Linked DNA regions of Mus musculus: region 2 is linked to region 1. The links are chromatin contacts, called in public promoter capture Hi-C maps. All regions are on one chromosome and are shown on one strand. The core of a region is the stretch at or near the end of the contact, and the rest is flanking DNA. Distances in the headings are between cores, read along the strand shown. Region 1 holds the start of St3gal3 (ST3 beta-galactoside alpha-2,3-sialyltransferase 3). Region 2 overlaps Slc6a9 (solute carrier family 6 (neurotransmitter transporter, glycine), member 9).

Region 1 (4,609 bases), core at 1,160-3,659:
TGGGTGGGGACCACCTTGAAGGGATAATTTTAATGATGGAAACAGGCAGAGCCTGGTGGGTGATTTTTGTGCAGTTATGCAGGGGCTAACTATGGGTTAGGATGAACTGGGGCCACTGGAGGCCAAGGGCTGGTATAGCTACGCCCTTGGTCAGGGGTGGGGTGGGGCTGGTTGAGGGTGGGGGTGGGATGGGACTAGAGGGCAACATTGAAGGGGTTAAACAGGTTCCTGAATTTGTTTGCCTGGGCCCAATATGGAGGGCTTCATACCTTGCTCTGTATACAGGAGTCAGATTTATAATACTTCCCCTTTTTTGTTACGTATGAACTCTATAAACCAAATTATTTTGAAAACCGGTGCATTACCTTGTCCTTAGCAATAAAATGGATTGAACAGAGGATTGACTGTGGTCTGCCCCATGAGCCCAAGTGGCCCTGGGTCAGGCTGTGGAGCAGGGGCTGGGAAGCTGTTCGCTGAGGTGGGCACCGTTCACGGAGGTGGGTGCTGTGGCCCGTTGAGCATCCAGGGCATTGTGGCTCTCTGTACCTCCTTTTGCTTTCCTGGAGGAGTTAACGGGAAGGATTGGACTACGGTCTTCTCAAGAGAGGTTTCACTTAAACCCCTTTTGATGTCATCAGCATCCTGATATACAGATCACTTCCTGCATCAGGATTCCATCCTTGTGGAACCAGGAGAGTATGCTGTAGGTGCTTGAATAGCAAGAGACCCTTGATCTCCCCATGGATTGCAGAAGCTGCCCTCTGCAGTGCTTGTCGTTGCTGATTGCTTCCCTGGAGGAAGACCCAGTCTTTGACAAGAAGAGGTGATCCTGAGCTGGTGCGAGGCTCCTTTCTGCACAGCCTCCGTATTCCAGCTGGCCTGAGCTTTGTGCCCCGGTGCTAGATGATGTGCTCGGTACCCCTGTAGCCTGGGAGCTGCTACTTAGTATTGGCTCTGGGGAAAGAGAGAAGAGTTTCACAGATGTTTTTTCACAGCTAAATCCTTGGAGCCAAGGAAAGAAGGTTGCCCCTCTGTTCTTCACTCGGGGATTTTCAGGGGAAAATGGCTGGGGCTGAGCGTTCGTGGAAGAGAGGAAAACTTAACTTCCTCAGGCACCCGTAGTTCCTCCCCATGAGTCTCATTACCTCAGCCTTGCTAAAGGACCGGATAATCTCGTGCCTGGTGTAATCCCAGCTCTATGGGAGTTGAGGATTGAATTCAAGCCTTTGAATGTTTGAGGCAAACGTACTACTGCCAAGCTATACCCGACAGCCCTCTCTACTTTTTTGTCCCTAAGAAGAGCCCACTGTGGGATGGAGAGATAGTTTAGCCCTTAAGAATACTTTTCTGGGGAACCCAGGTTCAGTTGTCACTGTCCACTTGGTGGCTTGCAACTGTCTGTAACTCTAGTTCCAGGGGCTATGAGGCCTTCTGGGATACACAGGCACTGGGACATACATTCATGCAGACACTAAAACAAAAACAAAATAAACCAAAACAAAACCCAAAGATACTGAGACCCACAAAGTTGTTGAATGTTTAATCCTGCTTCAGTTTAGAGAGTAGTTAAGTACGTACCACCACTACCATGATTAGTTAAGTCAACCATTCAAAAATATTTTTGGCCTATTATAAGAAAATTCCCAGTTCATAAAAAGCTATGGGACTTTCCCAAGTCTCATAAAACTGGCCTGTGGTTTTGTTTTTGTTTTTTTTTTTTTTTCTGGTGCTGGGGATGGCCTGGGGCTTTAAACTTGCTCAACTTCAAAGTTGGGTCTGCCTTAGGCACTTCCTGGCCAGTGTAGTCTAGTCTGGGTTCATGACCCACCACAGCCAAAGACTGCACTTCAGCTTTTTGCCAAAGCAGAAACTTATGTCTTGTATACCTTGTATAAGATTGGCATCTGAGAGTGCCAAGTTATGTCCCCACCTCCTCTTTGGGAAAATTCTGTATTAAATTCTGCCTTAGGATAATGCACTCCGCTGCAGAATGAGGGCGCGACCTCCTGAACTGGGTATGTGGGGTGGCTTTGTGGCCTATCTGCGACCTTTCTTCGAGGTCACGCCTGAACTTAGCAGGCCTCTTACCCTCACGGGATTGGATAGGGCTTCAGAAGGCGTTCTAGAGGTTACCACCAGCGTCAGGGGCTGACAGCAGAGTGGTGAAGTAGGGACAGAAGACTTCCTCTGGGAAGCAGAGGAAACCTGACCGCAGCCGGGCAGCCCCACGCACCGCAGCTCCACGCAGCGCTCCTCCCAAGCCCCAGCTATAGCCCGGGGATGGGGAGGGGATGGATTCGGCCTCTGGCTTCCATTGGGTCTCCGGGGTCCGGGCCCGCCCAACCCTGCGGCGAAGCCTCGCATTGGCCTGCCTGGCGCCCCGCCCGGTTCCGGTGCTCCCATTGGCTGCTGATGCCCGACCCCCGGCGCGGCCGCCGAGGCGGACCGCAGGATTGGTGGTCCCGCCGCTGCGTCCCCACCATGGCGGCGCCCGTGCAGCTTGCCGCGTCCTGGGCTCCCTCTGGGGTCCCCTCGGCTGTCCCCGCTATTCGCGCTGCAATTGCCTCCGCGCTCTGCGTGCGCCCTGGCGCCACCCGCCCCCGGCCTCCCTCTCTGCTGCGGTAAGGCCTGCCCTGCGTCCCCGAAGCAGCTCTCGGCCGCCGCGCCCCTCCCCCGGCCAGACCGGCCCGAGCCGCGCTGGGGACCAAAGCCCGGGCCCGGGTGGGGGCCAGGCCTGCCAGAGGGCCGCGCGAGCCGGGCCGAGCGCGCCGAGGTCACCTGTGTGCAGTGTCCCAGGCGCGCGAGTCTGAGCGCAAAGGAGGGTCACGGTCACCCGGGACCCGCTGTGGGACAAGCGCAAGAAAGTCCGGGGAAAGCCTAGCGGGAGTCACCAAGAGTAGCGGTTGTCATCTCTGCCTTCCCCGGGGCCAGATCCTCCTCGGAGCGACCGGGTCAGTTTATCAAAGTACGTCTTCTCGCTACCCTTTCTTCTGGAGTGCTTCCTCATTGTCTTCTCAGTGGTCTTGTTTGCGAGAGAAAAGCTTAGTGAGGACGGTAGATTTGGTTAGGCGGATGTCCCACAGATGTGTTTAGACTCCTTTTTACAGTAGCACCCATTTTTATGATTCCTCAATAAATTTAATTTTTGTCTGTTTCTCTAGAGTACGGGGAGGTGGTAAAACTGAGTCACTGTAATTAACCTAGGGAGTGACCGATGAAGGGAGCCGGCTGCTATCCCAGAAAGCAAAGAGTGCTTAACACATTTCTCTGAGGTCCTTTGAATTATTAGCACTATAGATAATGGGCTGAGAAGGAAGGAAAAGCCACGAGTTAGAGTTAGGTTCCTGACATGTAGCACAGTAGACATCATGACAATTCCACTTGTGTCCCTAAACTTTCAATTAAAGACTCAGAGGAATTGGATCCCGGGGTAGTAGGTGCACACCTGTAATAGCACTCAGAAGCTGAAGCAGGAGGATTGCTTCAGAGGCCAGCCTGGGCTACATAGAATAATAAAACCGTGTCAACAAGAGCCACATAGCAAGACCCAGTCTCAAAAGACTGAAGAAAGGAAAAGAAGAAAGATTGGAGGATTAAAAATTGGAGTAAAACCTTATGACCAGATGGGAGTTTCATATAGTCTCCTAAAATAACAGACATTTTGAAATATAAAGTGGTGTTGGTTGCTCCATTTCGCTAATCTGATGTCTGTGTCTCCTAACAAGTTATTAATGATGAAGCAAAGCAAGTGTGTTCCTAGAGACTAGTGAGCTTGCTCACACAGTCAAGCGCCTACTGAATCCGTGTTATGTTTTGTGCAAGGTGTAGACTTGAGGGGAACTTGGACAATTAAATTATGGAGATTGTTCTCTGGACCTCTGTAGGATGTGGAAGTGAAGCACACACAGATGAGAAACTCAGGGTGTGGCCTCTAGAATTCCAAGAGGAGACGGGAGTGTGTTTAAGGAAGATTTCATGGCGGAACTGAAGTTTTTTGAGTTGAGCCACAAAGAGTGGAAAGGCTACCTGGAGAGGAAGTGAGCCAGTGAAAATCCAGGATGCGGAAGATGGCAGAGGAGGACTCGATGCTGTGTGTGGTTCCAGGGCTTTCTTAGCAGCAGAAGAAAGGGAGATGAGGTTGTACAAAAGACAAGTTGGGGGCTGGGGATGTAGTTCAGTTGGTAGGGTCCTTGTCTAGCATGCAAGGAGCCCTATGTGATCCTCTGCACCTTGTAAAACCAGGCATGGCGTCACAGGAGGATACCAAACCCTATGTTCGTTCCAAAGGCCGGAAGTTTGAGCGTGCCAGAGGCCGAAGGGCCAGCTGAGGCTACAAAAACTAACCCTGGATCTTACTCTTAATAAAAAAAGCTTTGAATGTTGGAAAAAAAAAAAGAAGAAGTTCAAGGTCATCTCTAACTACACTGTGAGCTTGAGGCTAGCCTAGTGACCCTGTTGTAAACAAAAGCAATCCAATGGTGGGTTAGAGAAACACCTTTGTCCTATGGGGATCAAAGGCTAGACCAATCGCCATGAGGACCTGGACCCGGCAGGAAAGATACCATGAGTAGCACTTAGATGGGGATGTCACTTCTGTAGCTGCCTTGAG
Region 2 (4,609 bases), core at 576-3,075, 280 kb after region 1:
GAGGGAGTGGACACTGGCAAATGGGTTGGGCGGCAAAAAGGAGAGAGGCCCATGAATGCTCGAGGCTAGCTAGCGGTGAAGAGGAGGTAAGGAAGACACTCTCCAGCCCCAGTTTCTTCATCACAACACCAGCCCGAGACACAGGAGAGAACTAGGTAAAACTGGCTCCTTTCTTTCCTGTCAGTATTGGTCCCATTTGGAGGCTGTTTCCCCCTGCTCAGCATCCTTAGCTATGCTAGATCAGCTCTCAGATCTCATGCAGACATGTTTAATGACCTGGGATGAGATATGACTTTGGATCTTCATGGACAATGTTGTCAGAGCTGGAACTTGGTGTTTGCCTGCCTGACACCCAAGTGTACTTAAACAGCCTCCTTTTGGCTTTCGACCTTCGTCCCAGCCCACCCTTAACAGCATGGCCTGTAGAGGGTGCTGTCCAACTTCTCCCCCCTCTGCCCAATTCTCTCAACTGTCAGTGTCTGAGGCTGACAAGACCCTCTCCTTGCTCAGTCACACAGGAATCAGCAGTCAGAAGGGAGAGGTCCAGGATTCATAGGGTCACTTTGGCCTTGCTTTCCTGCCTTTTCCCTCTTCGGGGCACACACAGAAAACAACTCTATTGGCCCACTGAGATAGACAGACAAGGCCATTCATAGCTGAAGGCAACGGCCTAGGGGTGGCGGCAGCCTAGGCCAGGCCTGCCTGGGTGCTCCTATGTCAGACACCAGTGCTGGTGAAGTGGGACCTTCAGAATAACCACAGGCTCCCTCTGCTTCTATTGATTCACGTTTCCCAAGTGCCAACATTCAAGTCAAGAAAACCCTTGTCACTTAAAGGATTGAAAGAACAAACTTTCCCGAATAGCACATGCTAAAATGGCAGCCCGCGGTGTTATTTTTAGTGCATGAGTACAGCGTTACTGTACTGGGCTGCAGAGCTCAGATGGTTAGCCTGGGAACCATCGAATGAATTCTAGCTTTATTTTAGGTTGTACCACATTTAGTTCTTGTTTTTCTTTGGACCATGTGCTTTTGAGCCAAACAATTAACCTCAGAGCGCTTGGAACGTGACTTATTTGTAAGCTGGCTCCTGATGCACGCCCTCTTAAGATTATTCTGCCTCTCCCACCCCTTTTCTTTACTGAGGCTAGGTCTACTAGGGAGCACAGCTGGGCTTTAACTCTATACTCTCCTGCCTCAGCCTCCCAGTAGCTGAGACTACAGGCGGGCCACCACAATCACCTCTTTTCCTGCTTGACATTTCTCCAGATATGAGTAAGATCCTGCCTCAAAGGGGAGCAGGGGGCAGAAGTGACACATGGACCTTTAATCTCAGCATTTAGGAGGCAGAGAGGCAAGAGGCTCTCTGTGAGTTCAAAGCTAGCCTGGTTCTACATAGGGAGTTCAGACCAGCCAGGGCTATATAAGACCCTATGTCAAAAACAAAATAAAACAAGCAAAAGATCCTAAACTCCATATATATAGAGAGATCTTGTTTTCTTGAGTGGACAGTAACTGGCTTAAAGAGAGAGACTGCCTCTTCTGATTGTTCACAGATCCAGCCCCTTGAGCCCTTGCCGCTGAGCTCTGGTTTTTATACCACGTTAGCATGTGTCACCTCTGCAGCAACGAGGGAAGAATTATAGCCATCCAGATTTGAGGGGTGAACACCCAAGACTTAGGGAGATTTGGTAGCCTCCCATGAATACACAGTGGGCCAGTGGGAGACCCAGGACTTGAGATGTCAGTGTGACAATGAAGCTGGAATGAGACACCAGGGTGGGGGTGGGGTGGGGCTGGGATCAGAGTCCACGGTGTCGGGTGCTGGCTGCCACAGAGGCTGTGGAGCCGAGTGGCTGGTCATGAGCTTAGAACTTGGAAGCAACACTCAAACCAGCACAGAAGAGTGTAAAACAAGTCTGGGGAGAGGGCAACAAGGGTAAGCAGGGAGGAGTGGCTGGAAACCTGGCCTTCCAGAGTCTCTTGATTTAAAGGCCTCTGTTTGTCTGTCTGTCTATTTTTGTTTAGGTACTAGAGATCAAAGCTAGGACCTCAAACACTAGGCAAGCTTTACCACAGAGCTACACCCCAGTCGTCCTCGTCTTTCTGGTAGCCTGCTGTCTTCATTCATAAACTGATAACTACATCATGCCACTTTTCAAAGGAACACCTCGGATTAGGAACACTGGCAGAGCACCACTGGCCTGGGAGCACACAACCAGGCAGAGCCAGGGCGGGGCCTGGTACACACAGCCCAGCCATGTCCAAAACTGTTTAGTTTCTTAACCTTGGATGTCAGTCTATACATCTGAAAACAGAGCTAACAAGGCTTGCTGAGATAATGCACTGCCACCTAGTGAGTAGGAGTACCAGTTCCTCCTCCCTCCTCCAATCAGAGAAGCCTGGGCAGCTCTATTCTTCTCCTCTGGTGCTCGAGAGAATCCAACACAGGGCTTTGGGCTCCTTCCAACCACACTGCTCCCTTAAGGACCATTTCTCAGCCACACCTGTTGATGCAGGCCAACAACCTCAGCTTCTCTAGAGCTTGGGCAGGAGGAGCACAAGTTCAAGACCAACCTCAAAATGAAAATGTAAGAAGGCGGCTAGGGACAGAGCTCAGGGATGAGGCATTTGCCTGGCATGCATGGATCTGGGCATGGGGCAGTGGTCAATCACCAGTAGAGCAGGGAGAAAATATCTTTCCAGGCTCTCCAGGAGGTGGCAGCAGGGAGCCACTGGGGGGTAGGAACTGAGCTAGGTAGGTAGGCCTGGCACAGCCCCAGGTGCGGAGCAGGGCCCAGCTGTCCCCTCAGTATGCCCCGCTAGGCAGATTCTCTGAGAGCTATTCCCCACTGATTCCACTGGCTCCAGTCTCAGGAGCTTTGCCCCTGAGGCAGGCAACACTGGAGCATCTGCCTGGGCTAAGGTTGGCATGCAGGGTTTGTGCTTTGGGGAGCTCCAGGGAAGTTCATATTCTGCCTTTCCGTCTGGGCCATCCTGTGCGCATCACACCCCTGGTGGACAGTTCATCTGATTGGGTGAGATTTCTCTCTCCCTTTCTTCCTCATCTCCTCTCTGGGAGTGGCCCCTCCCCACAGCTGTGTGGGATTTGCACTTTCAGCACTGGATTTAGAGGACCTGCTACAACTTCTGTGCGCCCAGAGCCATGCACACCTCACCTTTGGCCTCCATCACACAGCAGGGAAATGGTCAAGCCTTTTGGCTGCCGTAGAAGCTGGCACCATATGATGGTGCCATCCTTGTCTCTTTTCTCAGTGTCCCATTTGTTCCCAACCTTGGCGTCAGTTTGCCTCCTTGTGGCCTCTGTGCCCACCTACTTGTGAATTCCTCCTAACTCTTTCCTCCCATTTCTGGGCAGTTATCACCAGCTCCCCTTGTCCCCATCTCTCAGAAGTCACCAGCACCTTCTTAGTGCCACTTCCATACTTCTGTGCCAGGCAGGGCACCTGCTCCTAATGCACTGAACTATCTGTTTCTCTATAGACTATGTGATTTCTCGGGACAGAGGCTCTGGACCATTTTACACCGCCATGGGCACACAGAGCCTTTAGAGCAGACACCTACAGAATAAATAGATGAGGTCTACCTCCCACATGCAAAGGTCCTTTGCCCCAGGACTCTCCAGTAAGATGTAGGAAGAATACCCCACTGCGCCTTCCATCTGCCAGTTGGGATAAGGTGGTCCAGACAGACACCTCCAGTAGTTGCCTTCCTTCAGAGGGCCCAGAGACACTAGTCTCTTTGTCACCTCTGAACAGAACGGGCCTGGCTGTCCTGGCATCCCTGGCCTAGTGAATGCTCATGGCTCCTTTTGTTCTACAGTATGAAGAGGAAGCTTAACTCTGGTTAGTTCTCTGTGAACGTAGTGCCCCTTCAAGGCCACCTCAAAGCCCACAGGATCCATCCATTCATGTGAATCTCAATAGGGCTCTCCCACAGCTTTGAGAATGACCTCTGGTCCTCTGGGACCTCCCTCATGACGCCCTCCATCACATGCTCTCTCCCCTTGTTCTGACTGGCCTCTGGAGCCTTAAGATTTCCAGAGCCCTCGTCTACTGTTACGCCGTAAGGACTCCCAGTTCACCTCCAAGCCTTCCACGGCCCTCTGCATATCTGCCACCCCAACCTGCCTCTGTCCCCTGCACGGCAGACACTACATGCAGGTGATGAAAACACGGCTGCCAGATGGGGGTAGGAGGTCTAAGGGCTGCCACCAGGTCCCCTCACCTCCAGTACTCCTCGCTGGGGCTGGTCCTTTGCAAGGTGTAGTTGAACAGGTGAGACAGGTTGCCAGACAGGGCAGCGGGCCGGGAGCCATTGGTGAGGTTGGAAGCGTCCAGCACACCGGCACAGTCAGGTGTGTTCCAGGGGTTGTTGCAGTACGCCCAGGGCAGCACGTGCGTCATGGACGAGAAGAAGTAGTAGAAGGCGATGCAGATGACCACGTTGTAGTAGATGCCAATGTATGTGGACACCACCATCATACCATAGCCCACGCCTGTGGGAAAGGCACGGTGAGCACCATGGAGTGAGAGGCCAGCCTCGCAGGCCTAGCTAAATGTTAACGGCTCCTAATGGAGAGTTGTAGA

The links. Promoter capture Hi-C pulls out the DNA fragments that hold promoters and counts their contacts.
Region 2: a promoter capture Hi-C map of liver shows a contact between it and region 1. The contact joins the enhancer-like site here to the promoter of St3gal3 in region 1. A contact is called at or near these places in 9 of 39 promoter capture datasets (3T3-L1-derived adipocytes, the C10 cell line, the SN4741 cell line and 4 more), 1 of 15 datasets of contacts at CTCF or cohesin (the NIH/3T3 cell line), 1 of 484 Hi-C or Micro-C datasets (liver) and 1 of 115 datasets of contacts at active chromatin or transcription factors (bone marrow-derived dendritic cells).

What each region holds. Positions count from the first base shown.
Region 1 is chr4:118,132,746-118,137,354 of GRCm38.p6, reverse strand. It overlaps St3gal3 (ST3 beta-galactoside alpha-2,3-sialyltransferase 3), which reads left to right and starts at 2,409. Exons shown (of 12, transcript NM_009176.5): 1 at 2,409-2,965. It overlaps Kdm4a (lysine (K)-specific demethylase 4A), which reads left to right. Exons shown (of 22, transcript NM_001161823.1): 22 at 1-351.
Region 2 is chr4:117,857,112-117,861,720 of GRCm38.p6, reverse strand. Slc6a9 (solute carrier family 6 (neurotransmitter transporter, glycine), member 9) reads right to left here. Exons shown (of 14, transcript NM_008135.4): 5 at 4,248-4,518. Among named protein-coding and RNA genes, the nearest start is that of Ccdc24, 13 kb to the left of the region's middle. Within about 2 kb of position 1,825, at least 14 of the 459 cell types and tissues checked have an H3K27ac peak or open chromatin away from gene starts, as enhancers often do. A contact at or near this core is called in liver, where this site is marked.